3 separate regions of the Zea mays genome follow, and regions 1 and 2 are each linked to region 3. Evidence: chromatin contacts called from public Hi-C data. All regions are on one chromosome and are shown on one strand. Each heading gives the region's core, a stretch centred on a gene start, on an enhancer-like site or on the middle of the called end of the contact. The rest is flanking DNA. Distances are from core to core; before and after follow the strand shown.

Evidence for each region. A called contact is a pair of places that touch in the nucleus more often than the background predicts.
Region 1: a contact with region 3 is called in a Hi-C map of tassel, with 1.7 times the contacts expected there. The contact joins the promoter of LOC100282844 here to the promoter of LOC100273545 in region 3. A contact is called at or near these places in 2 of 25 Hi-C or Micro-C datasets (ear and tassel).
Region 2: a contact with region 3 is called in a Hi-C map of ear, with 2.1 times the contacts expected there. The contact joins the promoter of LOC100272272 here to the promoter of LOC100273545 in region 3. A contact is called at or near these places in 2 of 25 Hi-C or Micro-C datasets (ear and tassel).

Annotation. Positions count from the first base shown.
Region 1 is chr5:173,361,826-173,365,682 of Zm-B73-REFERENCE-NAM-5.0, reverse strand. LOC100282844 reads left to right here and starts at 2,350. Exons shown (of 1, transcript NM_001156135.2): 1 at 2,350-3,436. The coding sequence starts at 2,543. The coding sequence ends at 3,166.
Region 2 is chr5:173,405,626-173,409,284 of Zm-B73-REFERENCE-NAM-5.0, reverse strand. It overlaps LOC100272272, which reads left to right and starts at 2,275. Exons shown (of 5, transcript NM_001146760.1): 1 at 2,275-2,400; 2 at 2,522-3,170. The coding sequence starts at 2,611. It overlaps LOC100286172 (digalactosyldiacylglycerol synthase 1), which reads right to left and starts at 1,842. Exons shown (of 7, transcript NM_001159060.1): 1 at 1,101-1,842. The coding sequence starts at 1,748.
Region 3 is chr5:173,206,692-173,210,528 of Zm-B73-REFERENCE-NAM-5.0, reverse strand. LOC100273545 (Protein SMAX1-LIKE 3) reads right to left here and starts at 2,566. Exons shown (of 3, transcript NM_001360277.1): 1 at 1,262-2,566; 2 at 796-1,033; 3 at 1-683. The coding sequence starts at 2,466.

The sequences.
Region 1 (3,857 bases), core at 1,101-3,600, 160 kb before region 3:
CACTGTCCGGTGTACACCGGACAGTCCGGTGAATTATAGCGGAGCGCCTCTGGAAATTCCCGAAGGTGGCGAGTTTAAGTTGGAGTCCTCTGGTGCACCGAACACTGTCCGGTGGTGCACCGGACACTGTCCGGTGTACACCGGACAGTCCGGTGCCCTAGACCAGAGGTGCCTTCGGTTATCCCTTTGCTCTTTTGTTGAACCCAATACTTGGTCTTTTTATTGGCTAAGTGTGAACCTTTTACACCTGTATAACTTATACACTAGAGCAAACTAGTTAGTCCAATTATTTGTGTTGGGTAATTCAACCACCAAAATCTTTTTAGGAACTAGGTGTAAGCCTAATTCCCTTTCAGATAGTACTCCACAAGCGCCAAGTAGGCTAGGCGATGAAAATCACCGAAATAACCGACTACTTGGATGACTCTGCGCGCCCTGCTCCCCCTCTACAGATCGATCACTACGTGCTCGATCAAAGATGGGCGGTCGACGGCTTTCTGGTTTGATGCCTGGCACGGGGAAGATGACATGTCCACCAAATTCCCATCCCTCTTCAGTCACGCCAAGAATCCCGAGGTCAGTGTGCGTGATGTCCTGGAAGCTGGCCTTGCTACACACCTCGTGCCGCGCCTGACCTCGCAAGCCGTCGCGGAGCGCGGTGCACTACAGTTGGTCCTCGACGACGTGTTGCTGTCCGAGGCGCCGGATGTGCGTCACTGCCCCATTGCTGGCGCTGGAGGTAATCTACACACAGGGAGCCTCTACCGTGTCATGCGCTGTGGCGAGGGGATGCGCAGTGCTGAGGCTGTTTTTGTTTGGCGCAACCAGGCCCCCCCTCGGGTCTGTTTCTTTGGTTGGCTTGTCAACAACGGTCGCATCCAGTGCCGCGTTAACCTGGCCAGGAAACAAATTGTCCAAGATACTATGTGTGAGGTCTATGGTCGAGCCCCTGAAGACACAGCGCACATCTTCCTCCACTGCGGCTTCGCTTCCAGTTTCTGGGGTGCTCTGGGAATTACGATTGCCTCAGACTGCAGCAACGTTCTGCTGAGCCTGCTTCGGCCGTCCGCTATCCCTGCGAAACACTACAACATGTTTATTCTCCTCTGTTGCTGGCAGCTTTGGAAGCGCAGAAATGCTGTGGTGTTCCGTGGGGAAAGATCCCCACTTGCGGCTACCATGCTGTTGTGCCGCTCTGAAGCCGGTTTTTGGAGGTCCAGGCTGCGACATGAGGACCACTAGATCGTGGCTGCCTGGTGTCGTGTTTTGCATGTAACGTAGCGTTACCATTTCGATGTAATCTATGTAATCCATATCCCCTTGCTGTACTATCAATAGGCGATTTGGCCGCAATAAGCAATGCAATTCAGGTGGGGATCCTATCCCCCGGTGATATTCAAAAAAAAATAAATAATGAGTCATAAAGATTGCCTAGTGCTACCAGATAGGTAACACACAATCTCTCGTTTTTTTTGCAATACGCTAGATCACTCGCAATCTCACACAAGTGAGATCACGAAGCTAGCAGGCGAGTTGGAGCGGTCGCTTGAGCTCTATGTATGCAACAATATCAGCAAAAGGTTGCTAAAGAAAGTAAAGAACTCAAAAGAGCCTGCAAAACATCTATTTAAAGAGCCAATTAACTAAGCAACTAAAACAAAAACCTCTATGCATACTCAATAAAAAAAGCATTAGTCCGTATGGTTGGTACTTAATTATCAGAACTAAATTAGGTCCTTTTCTACATCCTAGCCGTCTGTATAGATAAAATATGTAGTAGTGAGCAGGAGTAGTGGTCAATGAGAATGAGAAGAAGGTAGACCCAGATTTTTTATAAAATAAAAACGGATATAGGTAACCAAGATTGGAGGGTCGAACGGGCAACCGTCGCGTCGGCCACCATTATTCCTGTGGGTTTAAAATGTAAGCGTGGCTGAGTGAATCTCAAGCTATGACGTGTGTACTTCCCGGCGTCGCACTCAAGCAAAGGTGAAAGGTGGACACGAATCTCAAAGCGCACATGCACACGCACAACCCGACGTCCCCGTGGCTGACCCGGTGGCCCAGTACTGGATGAATTATGTGCCGGATTAGCAGATGGAGGAATCTTCTTCGGTTGGGACGTTGCTTTCCGGCCGCCGCTCTCTGCTTGTCTGCTCTACTCAGGCTCAACCCTGCCGCGAGGGTTAACCAATCGTGCTGTGCTAGCAAGGGAAGGGAACCCTTTTGAGTGGCACATGCATGCGCTGTGTTTTGTGTTGTGTAGTGTAGTGTAGTGTAGGGGTAGCCCGCTTGGTGTGCCACTACAGTTTTTTTTTTAAAAAAAGCCATTACGCTTTCCTAGACCGCACGGCTCAGTCACCAACCCACTCATCACTCCTCACTCACTCACTCAAAACGAAAGCCAGCTCAGCTCATCTGCTCACACCTCACAGGCTCACACCCACAGGCCGGCCGCCACAGCACCGCGGATAGCAGAGCAGAGCGGTGAGCTGCAGAGCAGGGTAGCCGAGGTCGTCGTCGTCGTCGTCACTCGTCAGCCATGAGCAAGGACAAGCACCACAAGCACGAGCACCACCTGCGGCGTTGCTGCGGGTGCATGGCGTCGTGCCTCCTGGCGCTGGTCCTCATCGTGGCCTTCGTCTCGCTGGTGGTGTACCTGGCGCTGCGCCCCTCGAAGCCGTCCTTCTACCTGCAGGACCTGCAGCTGCGCAGGCCCATCTCGCTGGGCGACCCGTCGCTGACGGCGTCGGCGCAGGTGACGCTGGCCTCCCGCAACCCCAACGACCGCGTGGGCATCTTCTACAAGCGCCTGGACGTGTTCGTCACCTACCGCGACGAGGCCGTGACGGTGCCCGTGTCTCTGCCGCCGCAGTACCAGGGCCACCGCGACTTCACCGTCTGGTCCCCCGTGCTGTCGGCCGAGTCCGTGCCCGTTGCCGCCTACGTCGCCGACGCCATGAAGCAGGACGTCGCCGCGGGCTTCGTCGCGCTGCAGGTCAAGGTGGACGGCCGCGTCAAGTGGAAGGTCGGCAGCTGGGTCTCCGGCAGCTACCACCTCTTCGTCAGCTGCCCCGCCGTGCTCTCCGCGGGCTACCCCGGCGTCAACAACACCGTGACGTCGCTCAAGTTCGCCCAGCCCACAGGATGCAGCGTCGAGGTGTGAGTTTGTGACCAAACAAGTGCCCTCCCTGTCCTGCCCCCTACGTATTGTTGCGTGCTACTCAAATTTCATCTCTGGGTGCGCCGGCCGCCGTTAACTGGGTTCTTTTAATTTTGTTCATGTCTCGTTGTCAATTCTCATTCTCTTGTGGGCCGGGGGAATAAATTATTTGCTTTCGCCAGATGGCTGTCCAGAAACTTCAACTCAGTTGTACCATGACGTGTATTAATTATTTGATTTCGTCCTTTTATTATCCTCAAATGTTTTTACAACCAAACGCAGCTACGCATTGCATTACTAGCTAGGAACGGCACTATGGTTTTTACTAACAGGATGATGTCAATGTTATACTGATGATTGTTTCTGTCCATGTCTCCAATAATAGATAGATAGATACATAGATAGATAGTGACTACAGAACAAGCGGCATTGTTCTGCTTAGTATACGACTAGGGATGGCAATTGGATCCGTGGGTATGGATACCCACGGGTTTCGTACCCGATGGATATGGATACGAGTTGAAAAATTCACCCGTGGATCCTGTCGGGTCGGGTACCCGAAATAAGTCGAGTAGGGTACGGATAGTATAGTTTACCCATGGATATCCACTGGATACCCGAAATATTAATTCACAATTTCATATGTTGTGTTTTCGGCCCATGAACCAAAGCAAAATGGCCCAAAGGCCACCAA
Region 2 (3,659 bases), core at 1,026-3,525, 200 kb before region 3:
TTCTTTAAATTTTACTAGCATTTATCATCTCACAAGTCATAAATAGTCCTGATAACGTTTATCCATGTTTTCAACGTAGTCATTAATTATGCCTACATTCAGGAGGTGCTCTGCAGTTTCTTGATACACTACTACAATACCAGTGCGTTGGACGGTACACAAGAAGAAATAGTACACTTTATCTTAGCCAAAAGGCCTAGAAAGGTATGAATTGAAAAGTAGCCCGACCCCTTTTTTATAGCTCGCTCGTTCATCTTTACCTAGCGGGGTGGTACTATGAGGGAGCGTTGCGCTACATGCGGCTTCCTGTTGTGTTTGGCTTAGGTGGTGTTGAGCACCAAAATTGACCGTGCGGGCCGAAGAGAGGTCAAGTAATAGGTCAAGGAAGACTAATACTAGGGCTACACTAAGGCTAGATTACTCTTATTCCTAAGGAATGGAAAGAACATTGCAAATAAGGTAAATATGAATAATAGGTTTGATTGGATCGATTGTGGGGGGTCTCAATCGACTGTACCCCTTTATCTATATAAAGGGGGAGGTCTGAACCTGTTACAAGTCAGTTCTCAAGTTAACCCCACAGGTTTTGCTAACAAATCCTGCAAGAAATCTAGAACCCTAACTGATTCTGCGCACGCACGCACAGTCCGCGCCGCTATGGCGGACCGTCCGGCCTCAGGGTCGGACCGTCCGCACGATCAATTTTGGTGCTCAACAGGTGGTTCTCACGGTCCATCTATAGGGTAATGGCCCACTAATAGAGGTTTGGGTGGTTTTCACGGTCTATCTATCAGGATAATCGCCCACTGGTAAGGGGGAATAGACTTATGCAGAACGATCGTTGAAACTGGTGAATTATTATAGTAGAGAAGAGAACTGAAGTAACTAATGCCAGAGGTTATCACGATAGCATATGATCATTACTCCATTAGTCCACTTGGTTCATATTAATTCTTTAGAGCCTAATCGCATAGGAGACATTGAATTGATTCCTAAAAACAAATTCTACAAAATTCCCAAGGCAATCCACCAAATCAAAGCAGGGCAGCAACATTGGTCAATTAATTAGAATAATCTGCGAGATGGCTGTGCAAAATTACCAGGCTGGACTTGAATTTCTCGACGAGCTCGCCGGTACTGCGCAATCCCTCAAAAATCTCCTTGGTCTGGCTCCGGCGCTCGAACTCTTTGATGCCGTCCCGTATCATCCTGAGCACCTCCCATTCTTTCCCCTCTTCCGCCTCCCCGTTCCACACCACGCGCCTCCAGCGCTCCCCGCCATCCACTTCAGAGACGATGGCGTTGCGGATGGCGGTGATCCCAGAGAGGTCAACACGTGCGCGCGCGGGTTTCCCCGCCCCGCGCGGCGCCCACCCCTCGAGCACCCTGCGGCCGAGCTCCCGCTCCTGCGACACGTACCGGCGCCGCAGTTCGGAGATCTTGGGCTGGATCCGTGTGCGCACGAACTCGAGCTCGGCTATGGGCGCCCCCGCGGCGAGCGGCGGCGGCGGCGCGGAGGTCAGCGCAGTGGAGGCGGACGCGAGGATGTGCTCGAGCTCGCGGTCCGCGAGCGTGCGGAGGGAATCAGCCCTCGCACGCATGAGGCGCAGGTCGGCGGTGGCGGAATCCCGCACCTCGCGCCACCCCTTTGAGAGAAACGAGAAGGCGCTGTCGTCACCCCGCCCAGCTCCGAAGCCGCCGCCGCCACCGATGGAGACCGACGGACGCGGCGACGCCCTCGCCTCCATGGCCAATTCCGGAATGGCCGCGGCTAGGGTTTTGGCGTTTTGCCGTTTGGGAGTCGCGAGAACCGAGAGAAGCAGCTAGAGTGCTAGACAACACGCGAGGTGTTGGGAAAGAGAGGGGAGAGGACGACGACGCCACGGAGCTCCGACGCCACGCGTTGATTCGGGCCGGACCGCCGGAGGAAGGAAGCCGCGTTCCGACTTGGAGGTATCCCATCCGTCAATCCGTGGCTGGCTCTTGCTGTGGGGTCGGCATGGCAGTGAGAGTGATTGGAGAATTGGATCCGCAGGGCAGATGTGGAATCCAGCTTTGTGGTGGGGTGGAACGGTGCTACGGTGACGTGGGCATACGTGCGGTCGGGAAGTGAGCGGGGACCGTCCGGGGGTTGGCAACGCAAGGCCGTTGCCCATGAGCCAGGAGCCCAGGACTGCAACGCAAGGCCCATTTCGTTCCGCCGCCAGCTTCAAGGCCGCAAGGCCCATTTGCGTTGATCAACCGCGTCCTCGACGATTGCGTTCACCCGAATCACGCCTCCCTTTCCTTTCTCCTCCCTCACTACTCACACCCCTCACTTTTGGCGGCGCCGACTGGGCACCCGCGTCGACCTTCGCCAGGTCTTCGTCGGCCCTTTGGCTGGAAACAAGCATCCACCAGGTATGCCAGCAACTCCTCTTCCTGCTGTGCGAAATCGAGCACACCAAACCCTTCCCAAACCCTAATGCAGGCTATTTTACATTCGGATCTGACCCAAAGCTGCTGTTTTTCCATATGAAAGGAACAACGCAAGGGATGCTCGATTGGCTCTAGTTACTTAGCAGAACCAAAAGAGGAAGGCCATCAAAGATACGAGGGCTTTTTCTCGCCATGTCTCGGTCGCCACACCTCCCACCCCGCTGCCCACCCCTGGGTCCTCAGATCACTCGAAGGGATGACAGCATGTTCACGCAGAGCTGCAGGTTTCCATCTGGGGATACGTTCTTTAGTGAGCCACCGTGCTGGCTCGATGATCTCCTTGCAGATTCCGGGAAAGCTCCCAAGCTTCCTCCTCTCAGAAGGGCCTGTAGCGATTCTGATGCCATCTTGGATGCTCTGTCAACATTTGAAAGCCCAATTTGTCGAATTGAGGAAGGCAATCAAATCTCTGGTGGTGAAGCTGATGACTTGTTGGATGCTGGCGAAGGTGGTGAAAGCGGTTCTGTGGTCGAGGCTAGCTGTGTTTATGGTCCGAATTCACCAAGACAGAAGAGTAGGCTGACAACTTCAGAGAGTTCCATGGTAAATGCTGTGCTTGAGAATGTACCCAGCAACCCCTTGCAGTACTTGAGCATCGATGCCTCCAGCGGTATGAATGGTAATGTGGCCAATGGAACTGCTGATACCTGTGATGCTTTTGGCCACCCTGATCAAGACAAGTCATTTAAAAGGTACACTTACATTTGTGAGTGAAATATCTAAAATACTTCCTTCGAATATTCTCTGGTAAAGTAGCGGTACATTGCTGCTTTTACTAAACTGGAGTTTTTTAGTGAAAATGCTAGAAAGATATAAATTATCAAGTGCAGATGTGAACTTTGGCTCTCGCCAACAGAAATGGAACACGACACTCTACTGCTTTGCAGAAATTAAATTAACTGATGGCGCTTCTAATTGAGTAACACTAACGACAACAGCTACTATGCAATCAGGTCTTAGGTGCAAGTGTGTAATGAACCTCTTGGTCCGTTAGATCATTATCCCACCGTAGATATAACTATGGTTTGTTAGAGGTCTTTTATAAATCTACGCGAGCTGATGGTGGATGGGTTTAAGTGTTAAATGTGATATGTGGTTAGGTCACGATCTAACATTCTAACGGACCATGAGTCTCACATGCACGCTTGCATTTAAAATATAACTGTACAATAGTCGTTGCC
Region 3 (3,837 bases), core at 1,317-3,816:
TGCTCGGAAGAGCCGTCGGACCAACAAGCCGGAGACGACGCGGTGGTGCGGCTGCCGCCGATGGATACGAAGCTCTTGCGCGAGCCGAAGACGAGGCGGGCCAGCTCCCTGGCCACCCTCGCCTTGCCCTCGGCGTCGCCACCGTGGAAGAGCATCCACGTGTCCTCCTTGGCACACGCCTGTGTTGACGACGGTCTCGAGCTCGAAACAGCGGCTTCGCGCCTCCTCGCCATGCCGGAACGGCACTGCAGGACCGTGCTCGCGATCTCAGGCACGATCTCCGCCTGCCACGGCACCTCTTTCTCGAGCGCGGAGCAGAGGACCTTAAGGTTCTCGGCGCTCAGCTCCTTGAACCGCGAGCGGCACTCCACGGAGCCATTGGACGCGCTCGAGTCGTGGGACTTGACCTTTATCGCGCTTAGAGGCTTCCCGTCCTCGTCGTCCACGACGTGTAGCTGGACGGCGGCAGAGCACCTGGCCTTGTTACACGGGTGCTCGGCCTCGCGGGCGCCGTCAGCCACGAGAAGCCATGGCTGGTACGACTGGTGCCGCAGGTGGTAGTGCTGCTCGTACGACGAGACCGAGGAGGACGGCGACACCACCGTGGAGAAGTTTAGGGCCGTCCGGTGATGATGAGACGGCGAGCCGCCGCATGTCGAGCTTTTCTTACAACGGGAAGGCTCCTGCATGCGGGTATTATGCATGTATAGCAGCTACTAAGTATATCGTCCCATCACGTAAACTTTTTAATGGTAGCCTAACCTAGTAGACTAGGTTCGTTAGACGTGCACGCACCTGATGATCCCGGCAATGCTGAAGCCAAGGGGGGATACTCGACTTCACCGTCGCGTCGCACTTGGTTGCGGAGCAGTCGGCGGCGCAGAAGCTCGAAACGGCCGTCAAGCGGCCGGAACCGCCGGCGTCCAAAAGCGACAGGCAACGTGGCGCCGCCGACCCGTTCCCACTTCTGTCGTCGTCGCACTTTGCCATCTTGCAGCTGATCGACTGGTGATTGATTGTCATTGCAGTTGCACTGCCAGACGGAGAACCCAAAGTGATAAGTTAAATAGTTAAGTATTTTCGTCAGTCACGTACCCCATGAATCCATGATCAATCGAGACTATTGTTTGCCACGCATTGTCTCAAATTTGAATCAAATTGAGATGGGACATGCGAAAATGAAGAAATGGTCGGCAGTGATATTGATACAAATAACAAGTTACTGAGTGTTCGATTAATTATGATTCTTATGAATGGTTACCTGTCGCCGACGAAGTTGAGGCTGAAGGCGAGGCTGCCAGCGGGGACGGCGAGCGTCTGGAGGCCCCAGAGAGTCTCCAGCGAGGGCTGCCCGGCCCTGCACCTCATGTAGCTCTGGTACGACCCGTATCCAACGAGCCAGACGCCGTCGCCGCCGCGGCACGCCAGGGCGCGCACCTCGGCGACGGCGTGCTCGACGGCGCAGTAGTAGCAGCAGGCAGACGGCCACCTGGCCCTCCCGGACTCTCCGCGCCCGGCCCAGAACTCGGCCGCCCACCCGAGGTCCTCCACGACCAGCACCACGCCGCCCGCCCTGCCGCCCGCCTTCACCGCGCACCGGAGCTCCACGAGCACCCTCTCCGCCTCGTCCCTCGGCAGGTCGCGGAACCTGGACACGCTGACGCTGACCACCTGCGCGCCGCGCAGGGCCTCGCCGCGCTTGATCCTCTCGACCGCCGCCAGCACCGGCGCCTCGGCCGAGGCCGCGCACTCGGCGACGACCATGACGCGCTTCTTGCTTCGGGACGCCAGGCAGTCCAGGACGACGGCGACGTCCTCGTCGCGCGCTTGATCGAGGGGTAGCAGCAGCTTGCCTGCAGGCTTGGTCTCTTCGGGTGGAGATGCGCTAGGGTTAGGGTTTTTGGTTGCGGCGGCGGAGGCCGAGTTGTTTGCCTCGATGGAAGAGACTGCCTGCTCGACGTTGGCCTTGACATGGGTGCTGGAGAAGCCGGCCTCGCGCATGACGCGGCTGATGCTGGGGTCATCGAGGATGGAGATGACGAGCTGCTCCAGCTCGATCTTGACGGCGAGCACGGGCGGCTGCTGCTGCTGCTGCGTGTCGACGGAGCCCCGGCGCTGGTGCGCCTGCGCGCGCTTGAATGCGGCGACGAGCGCGTTGGAGAGCGACGGCGGGTAGTAGACGTGGCCGTGGCCGCCGAGGAGCGGCGAGGCCGAGGCCGGCAGGCGGTTGAGCGCGACGTTGAAGCAGAGCTCCAGGGCCTTGCACTGCAGCGGGTGCGAGTGCGACTGCAGGCACGCGGCGCGCAGCAGCCCCGTCGGCGCCTGCTGCTGCAGCATGGCGCTGGCCACGTGCAGCGGCGTCACCTGCGCGTTCCCGCGGCGCCGCGCCAGGCTCACGGCCTGCTTCACCACCACCGCGGCCTCCGGCGACAGCGCCTGCTGCACCGTGCAGCCCCCGGCTCTCATCCCTGATGATGATCCCTAATAAATCCGATTAAGCGAAGGCGAAGACGATGAGACGATGGGTGGTCTCTCTCGCTCTCGCTGAATGGTAGTGGGCCTGTCTGAGCAACTGCTGCTCGCCTGCTCCTGCTTTATATGCGAGTAGCCTGGTTTTGTGCTGCCTGTGTTTATCTTTGTGCAGGTGCAGCTCCTGACTCCTGCTAGCTAGGCAGCTAGCTGCTACGGAATGCTGCTGATGGAGGTCAAGTCTGGATGGTTTTATTTGTTGTTGTTGTTCTTTGGGTTTGTGCTTTTCTTGCTGGGGAGGGCTCAGTTGTTTTTATTTTTCTTTTTAGATGGGTTTTTTTTTCTCTTTAGACCAAAGTGGATTTTGTGGTGTGAAAAAGTGGGCATGGCATGTGCTGACAAAGCAGATACAAAGCGACCTGATCAGCTTTCTTTCGCTCCATCCATGGCTCGCCGGCCCTCTTCTCCTCTCACCTGTCTCTGTCTACAACACTGTATCGCTGCTCATTTTCAGGTAGCAGCGCCTAGTACTAGGACTCTAGTCTCTAGTGGTACTCCTACAAGCTAACTGCACAGTATCCGTAACTAGATCGTTTGTTTGTTTGTTTGTTTCATGTGCTCATGCATTTGTGCCATCAACTCATCAGCTGACAAACCTGCACCACACAGCCTCTAAAGAAGGAAACTAAAAATGCTGAAGAACCTTGTTAGCCCTGATTATTTCGATACTGCATATGCATCAAAGTGAGCAATGCAGACTGATCACTGATCCTCATTAGATTCAGAACATGCAGTGGAAAGATCTTGGGTCTCTGATCTATGCGGCTATATTAATCATTGGCGCGGAAGGCGAATGAGCTTGTGACTTTTTGTGCATTCATCGATCTTGCGTGCCGAGCAAACTTTTTTGTGTGCCTGTTTGCCAAATATGGCCGACCTTGGTGCAGGAAGAGGACGAATATGTGGCATGTGCGATGGGATGCTTGCCGCAGAGCAACCATTTGCTCCTTGCACTGCTTAGCTTGTTGGTAAACTGTTTCACCTTTTTAAATTGCCGAGAGATCTAGGAGCAAACGTATGTGCTGTCATCTTATTTATAATTGCTATATGGCATCACAAACAAGGCAACGCAAGTTAAGATATTTGGACCTTTGTCCTTAACCAATCACTTCTTTGAAGTGTTACCTCATTTATGAAGATGAGCTATCTGCTTGAAGCTTTCTTCTTCGGAAATATGGACATTAACAGCTCCGCCTCATAGCCATCTTCGGCATTAGTTCTGCAACACGTGAAATAAGATAAAAAACCGTTATTGGATAAATATTTTGAGGACCTTTGGAGGAAGGACCTCCAATAGTATGCAATACT